Linked DNA regions of Rattus norvegicus: region 1 is linked to region 2. A link is a contact called in public Hi-C data. All regions are on one chromosome and are shown on one strand. The core of a region is the stretch at or near the end of the contact, and the rest is flanking DNA. Distances in the headings are between cores, read along the strand shown. Region 1 holds the start of Lnx2 (ligand of numb-protein X 2). Region 2 holds the start of Urad (ureidoimidazoline (2-oxo-4-hydroxy-4-carboxy-5-) decarboxylase).

Region 1 (3,685 bases), core at 494-2,993, 370 kb before region 2:
CAAACGTCTTCATGTGCTACACAAAATCCTTTCTTTTTAGTATTTCAACAGATATCTGAGGGTCCAGTTGTAGAACATACCATGAACCCTACCTAAGATGAACAAAAAAACCAGCCCCTGACCCCTATTACTTTAACCCCAAACATTGTGTTCTTCAGATTAACCATACGCACAGCAGATAATGTCACATTCTACAGCCATAAGCATTTAGGATGCTCCCAGAGAGAGCCTGTGCCAATTCCTCTGACACATTCTAGGCAGAAATGATTTTAAGTTCCCACATTACTTTGTTCAAATTACTTTCCGGTAGTGGACTAAGAAGTATACAGCCACTGAGCAACTTTGGGCAAGAAATGATCCCTTTCCTCAAAGTTGCCAAAGCGGTAGACACTGAGTAGCTAAATGTTTATACAATGAAAAGGCTCAAACTTGAAGATTAGAGGAAAAGAACACAGACTTAGTGGATGGACTAAATTAAAAGCAATGTGACTCTAGAGCTGTTCTGAGTTGGCCTACATTTGACCCCTTTGGGAAAACTCACATGGAATTTGGACAGGCTAAAATGGCAAAACCTTCTTAGCTCTGGCTCAACAATGATCTGCAGGCCAAATAGGACACTAGATTCCCCCAGGTTCCTTCTTTACCTGCCAAAGTCCTTTTTTCCGAAGGTGTGGGGGAGGGAGGGTGTTCAAATCTATCAAAGCAAACAGGATTGACCTACTGAGATCCAACTTCGTCTGTGCTGTGTCACTGTACAGGCTAGAGAAAAAGCAAATTGTGTCCTGGGAAGGAGGCCAATTTCTAAGTACTGTGACTACAAAGAATGTGACATTCTTAAAGTGAAGGCAGTTTGGATAAACTGGAGCTCACAGAATCCTCCAACTATCCTTGCCATTGGTTTCTGTGATTTTATTTTTAAAGAAAAATTGGCGGGGTGTGGGGCGCACGCCTCTCTAACCCAACAGCACTCAGGAAAGAGGTGGATCCCTCTGAGTTCCAGGCTGGCCAAGGCTACAGAGAAAAGAAAAATTGATTCGAAAAAGCCACGCGGAAGCGTCCTTAGGCTCCTGGCAAACACACAATCTTAAATGCAAACGGAAATACTAGAACACTCCATTTAAAAAAAAAAAAAAAAAAGCCCTTGTGTGAAACGTGGCAGAAAGCTTTCAAAAGCCAGCGATGTTTTTCCCCAAGAGGTGTTTTGTGCGCAAATGCTTCCAAATCGGGATTCATATTTTGGAAATTATACCCCCACGCTCCCAAACATGTCAAATCTGAAGAGAAAGGTGAGACTTCCCCCGCAACAGGCTGGGGCGGGGAGGAGGGTCTCTCTGCTCATCCCTTCCAGGGAACAAAACCAAAGGGCAGCTGGCTAGCGCCACTCTAGCTCCCGACAACGTGCAGACGCGAAGTGCAACAACTCGTCCTCAAACGTCCATGTCTTGAGAAGCGAGAGGCGCGCAGAACCGCACCGGGTCTCCTGGAACCTGCACCCGCACCGGGCCGGGCCAGACACCACGCGGCCCCCAGCGGTTCCCCAGATGGTCCCCCCTACCCTGACGCCACACCCCGTCACCGCCCGCACCTGAGGCGAAGTAACTCACTGACGGAAAGCGGCGGGCTCCCCGCGGGCGCGCTAACGAGGACGCTACCCGGCTCCGCTCTGCCGGGACTCACCGCCGCCGATTTCCTGGCGAGAAGCAAAGTCCGGCCAAGACTTTACTTCTCAACCGCCCCTGCTGCCTTTCCCCTCGGGGGCGAGCGCAGAGGCCCAACCCGACACGCACCTGAGCCAATCAACGGCGGGCGAAGGCGGGACTAAGAGCGGGCTTGGAGCCGCTCGACCAATCAAGGAATTCTAGGGGCCGGGTCGGCCCTGCTCATCACTCCCGAGTTAGAGTGAGCGCGTTCCGCCCTCCGCCATCGCTCCCGGCCGGATTCTCCCCTCAGACACACAGAGAAGACGCTCGGGAAGTGTCTGCGTGCACCCCTGGAGCGCCGCGCCTGGCGTGGGACAGCTGAAGGGAGGGGAGGGCTGCGGGACCAGGCTGAGGGAGAACAGGTGGCGCGGGGCGGCTGACGTGTAGGTGTGCAGGGCAAGAGGACAGCTGGGTGGGGCGGGGATCCAGCCTGGCCAGGGTCAGGTGGGAGAAGAGAGGATGCACCTGAGAAGGGCGGTTCCTTGGGTTCAAAGGGAAAAGGAGCTGCAAGTCCACCGCGTGAGCTCCGGAGGAAGGAGGGCGGTGCTCCAAACTCTCACTTCTCTCCCAAAAGAAAGACAAACGCTGCCCTTGCACCTATTGGAGATGTACATTTGCACCCCTGGGAGAAAATAAAAAGCCCACAGTATCGTCAGGAAAGTCACCTCTGCACACTAGTCTCTCTGCTTTTTCAAGGTTGCAATATGCTGGGTGCCCCAGGAAAGGCCCCTGAGGACTCCGGTCCCGGGAATAGCCAGCCATGGGGCAGTCCCGTTCCTCGAGACTCTAGCAAGTCAGAGATCCGACCCCGACGCTAAATAGCAGATGTCTCGGGGCAACAGGCGAGAAGCCTGTGATCTACGGTAGCACTCGGGGACAGAATGTGCACCGCAGCCGCCTGGCTTCCGCAGTTCCAGGTGAGCGGTCCAGCCCGAGCCTGGGCGTGGTCGGGGGCGGGTTCTGTTTTAGCCCCGCCCTTCAGAGGGGGCCCTGCCGCGCCGCTGCGGCTCCGCCTCCCTCCTTCCGTCATCCGCTCCTTCCGTCGGTGGTTTCTTCCTTCCTGCCTTGTCCCGCACCTTTCGCGACATGGGGAAGATCTTCCTTTTCGCCAGCGCCACCTGAGGATTTCCCGGAGCCGCCCCCCGCGATGGAGGACGATCAGGAGCTGGAGAGGTAAGGTTGGAGGCAAAGAGTGGAGTGGGGCGGCGGGTCGGGCCAGAGAAGCGGGTAGCGAAGGGGCACGCGGCCGACTGAGCCCGGCGTGGCGGCTAGGCCTGACCCCAGGCGCTGGGGAAGGGAGGAGAGAGAATAGAGCGGGCCGGGTTGGGAAGAGGGAGGAGCCGTGGGTTCATTTATAACAGAAAAGCCCAGAGGGACGCTAGCCATCCGGGATGGGAGAGAGGTAGGGAATCCAGCTGTAAGTCCCAAACTGCCACCACCCTCATTAGAACTGCCTCGTGTAAGGTCACGCACCGGGCCAGCCGTCCCGAGTGGCGGTCCTGGCGTGTTAAGTTAGCTAAAGTTACTGCAACTCCGCTCTGTGCAGACTGCTCGTAAATTCTCTCTGTCCGCCAAATTCTCCCTCCTATTAAACTTTTCACTTCCTTTCACTTAGTTTCCTTACCTCTTTCAAACGGAAGCTGTAACTGAGCCTGCCACCCTGATACCTTGTGGTTGCCATTTTTATGCTAAAGTAATCGTGTTTTTTATGCCTGTCAACTCCCTTTTCATCTAAAGCAGGGCCTACCCTATTATAACTCTGCCCCTTTCTTTGCTCTATCCGAAGATTTTTGCAAACAATTAACTTCGTGGGTTGTTTTTCTTTTGTTTTGTTTTTTTTCTGAGGTGGTACCCACCCCCTTGCTGGAGTCAAATGAAGTAGGGAGAAACGAGTTAAATATTTATGGCTAGAAGTGTGGAGGCAGGAAAATGAGGCAGTGAATCTTTAAGAGTTAATCAGAAAACGATATTCCGTATGATCTCAT
Region 2 (3,895 bases), core at 266-2,765:
AGAGCAGTCAGTGCTCTAACCACTGAGCCATCTCTCCAGCCCCCACTTCTGTCAATTTGATGTTGGTACAGTTGCTTATTTGCCGAGACTGTCACTGTAGATGTCCTCAAACAACTCATAAGGATCTTTCTATTTTAGCCTCCTGAGCACAGGCGAGGCCACTATGCTGGGCTTTGGTTTCACACACACGCACACACTTAAAATTCATATGTTTGAGTGTTTTGGTTGCATGTATGTCTATGCCCCACATGTGTCCTTGGTGTTTAGGGGCGGGTCATAGCGCGAGCTCAGATCCTGGAGTTGGAGGCCTTTCTTTGTTGAGTATCTATGTGGGTGCTTAAAATTGATCTCTGGTCCTCTGGAAGGGCAGCCAGTGCTCCTAACTGTTGAGCCACCTCCTCAGTCCTCAGTTTGATTTCATAACCTTGCCCTCTGGTCTTCTTAGGTAAGTCCTCATAGGAGGACATCCAGAAGCCACAAGATGTCATCATAGCCATATTGAACACAGCTGTGAGTGCCTGCTCTGTCAGGAGACCACAGGTCCTGCTTAAAGTCAAGTCTCAAGGATAGGGGACCCCCTGCCCCTGTCTTTGTTCCCCAAGGGCATGTCAGACTTATTCTCTGAAGCCAGAGTAGGCTTTGAGCAGGGACTGTGTACCTTTGGACCTCTGGCCTCTGTGCCACCCAGTATAAACTTCTGCCTCCTCTTCGCCCCACGGACCAATACGCCTCAGTTCTCGCTCATTCTCCCCAGAAAACATCGCTTTGCTTCAACGTTTCTTCTTTCTGCGAAGAGTCTTGGGATCTTTCCTTGTCTGGTCCAAACTGCTGCCCCCCCCCCCTTTTGATAAAAACCATTCAGGGTCTCCATTCCTCTCTGGGGTGCTGGGATATTCTCACTACCCTCTTTCATCTAGAGCATTGCCAAAGTGGACCTTTAGCTTCTGACTCACCAAGGCCTTCGCCCCGTTCCTGTGACCTCCAGTAGCCCTGGCTGTCCTGGAACTCGCTCTAGATCAGGCTGGACTCCAACTCAGAGACTGCAATGCACACACACACACACCCCCCGCCTCCACTGCCGTCGACCATCTTATCTTGTCCCTCACATTCTTGTGTCCACCTTCAAGAGCCCAGCAGTTGAAAGGATATCTCCTGACCCTTCCAAAAACCCAGTAGATAATTGAGTAAGTCAGCTAACGTAATCTAAAATACTTTTACATACCCTATTGGAAACGACTTCATGCACATCTTACCTGATTTTGGGAGAGCATCGATAAAAGCAAAAAAGTGATTTTCTAAGTCTTCCAAGCCAGAGAAAGGACGGTGGGACCAGACGGCAGCTGCGACCAGAGGACATCTTTCAACGACGTTCCTAAACACACTCACAAATTCAGTGAAGTCCAAGGAGTTGACCTTCTTCATGTCCATGTCTGACACCTGGACTGGAGGCACTGTTTGCCCTGCCTGGGGGGAGTCTGCAGGAGCGACGCTAACTCCTCCTCATGGGTTGTATTTGCTGAAGACACAGCTGACCTTGTGCAAGGGCAGCTGACTCTGGTTTAAATACCTCTGGGAGGAGCTTATCCAGAATGTTCCTGCAGCGAGTAAACACAGGTTTAAGTGTTTTGGGGGTTGTAGGGGGTAATACGCTGGAGACAGAATCCAGGGTCTCACGTGTGCTGAAGAAGCACCCAATCACTGAGCTATATCCCACCTGGGCTTATGGTTGCGATCAAGAGAGCAGAGACTTCTGCAGAACGAACGTCTCCACCAGAGGCACTGCTCTAGTAAGAGCCAGCTATGGCCATATTTAATGAGACAGCCACTTGGTGTCACCGACATCTTATCTTGTGAACATGACTGTTATGTCTTGCTTGTAATCTGTGTACCACACGCAGACCTGAGGCCCGCAGAGGCTGGAAGAGGTTTGGGCTACGTTGGAGTTACAGGTAGTCGAGAGTTACCATGCAGATGCTGGGAATAGAACCAGACTCTATTCAGTTGCTCCTGGGGAAGTTTTCCTGGTAATCCAGACAGGTTACAGGGCCACCTATTTGGAAGTTGATTTCTCATCTGTCGTTGGCCGTGCCTCTAGAGCATAGGTCCCATGTTTTTTTTTTTTTTGTTTTTTTTTTTTGGTTTTTTTTTTGAAGATTTATTTATTTTTGTATACAATTACACACACAGATCCCATTACAGATGGTTGTGAGCCATCATGTGGTTGCTGGGATTTGAACTCAGGACCTCTGGAAGAGCAGTCAGTGCTCTTAATCCCTGAGCCATCTCTCCAGCCCAGGTCCCATGTTTTAATCTTTCTTTGAACCCTAAATGCTTAACACAACGTACACTTAGTGTAAACGAGGCCAGGAGAGGTGCCTCTGGTGGAATGTGCTATCTTCTTTTGTTTAAAAAAAAAAAAAAAAGGTGTATTGTGTATGTGTACACACCTGAGGGTAGGTGCCCAAGAAGAGAGAGTCAATCTACCTCGAGGTTCTCATCCTTGACTTCTTCTTCAACAACAGCCTAGAAGTTATAAGCTGAAATAAACCTTTTCCTCCCCTAGAATGGGTTTGGTGAGTGATTTAGCACTGCAGCAGAGTTCAGCTAAGGCTGTTACTGGTGGTGTTCTTCACGAGGAACCGCCTAGAAAAGATTAGAAAGACCAGGGCAAGAGGGTAGAGTAGGGGGAGGTGTCACAAAGAAAGGCACCCACTGCCCTAGGAAGGAGAGGGGCTCTGATCTCAGGAGTTGGTGTGGGACTAGGACCAAGCATGGAAAACCCTCGTCACCGTGAGTCCAGAAACGATCGCACTCTGGATAAATTATCTCCAAAAGAGGGCTTGTTTTCCTTTCGCCCAGTGTTTGCCTTTCTAGGTACCAAGGGGCAGTAAGTAACAGGTCAAACCTGGTGTTTGACACTCTGTTTAGAAACGGTAGTCCTCGGGCGCCCCCTGCTGGTGCAATCAATATAAAGCACGGCTAGAAGGGGTCGCCCTAGTCCGCAGGCCACACCCTCCTCCTAAAGGATGTTAAAGAGGAGTGAAACCTTGTGAACTTTCACCTATTCACACTGGCATGTCAGCCGGTGGTATCTTTATACAGGTCTAGGCAACCATGTTGTTGAGATTAGATGGGTGAAACTTTCCTGTCTAGAAGGCACTCTCTAGCAGCAGGCATTCTGGTCCTCTCGGCCACCCCCCCAACCCCCCATTAACGTATTTATTATTTTTTAATAATTTATTCTTTTATATGCACTGGTGTTTTGCCTCATGTAGGTATGTTACAGACAGGAGGTTTTTTTTTTTTTGTTTTGTTTTTTTTTTGGCTCTTTTTTTTTGTTTCGGAGCTGGGGACCGAACCCAGGGCCTTGCGCTTCCTAGGCAAGCGCTCTACCACTGAGCTAAATCCCCAACCCCTGTTACAGACAGTTTTAATTATTCACTTTATATCCGCATCGCATCCCCCCTCCCTCCTCCCTGTCCCCCTTCATATGGCCTGCCCCCATTCCTCCATCCCCACCCCCCACCCGGCTCTTAAAGTCTTTCCGTGCCTTGAGTGTAGGGATTGCACTGTAGAGGTTCCAGTTGGGGCTGGGCACACTACAGTCTCCTAGTCTCTGCATTTTGATTATGTGTAAAGGCAATCAAGGCCTGCTGAGAGAAAGAGAATCAGTACTCGATGGAGAGCCCCGTGATAGGTCTTCAGCATTCAGTGGAGAAGCCCCGTGTTAGGCTATTCAATCCCAAGTGGTCAGCCCTAAACACATGTTCATAAGAACAACACTAAATGGGTCAATTGGGTGTGTGCATGTGTGTGGTGTGTATGTGTGTATGTGTATGTGCGTATGTATGTGTATGTTTGTGCCTGTGTGTGTGGTGTGTCTGTGTGCGTGTGC

What was found. Hi-C and Micro-C count contacts between places; a contact is called where the count stands out from the background.
Region 1: a Hi-C map of liver shows a contact between it and region 2, with 4 times the contacts expected there. The contact joins the promoter of Lnx2 here to the promoter of Urad in region 2. A contact is called at or near these places in 2 of 12 Hi-C or Micro-C datasets (kidney and liver).

Annotation. Positions count from the first base shown.
Region 1 is chr12:13,117,197-13,120,881 of GRCr8, reverse strand. It overlaps Lnx2 (ligand of numb-protein X 2), which reads right to left and starts at 1,743. Exons shown (of 10, transcript NM_001108329.1): 1 at 1,605-1,743. It overlaps Polr1d (RNA polymerase I and III subunit D), which reads left to right and starts at 2,813. Exons shown (of 3, transcript NM_001037787.1): 1 at 2,813-2,873. The coding sequence starts at 2,848.
Region 2 is chr12:12,743,008-12,746,902 of GRCr8, reverse strand. It overlaps Urad (ureidoimidazoline (2-oxo-4-hydroxy-4-carboxy-5-) decarboxylase), which reads right to left and starts at 1,515. Exons shown (of 2, transcript NM_001398881.1): 1 at 1,254-1,515. The coding sequence starts at 1,428.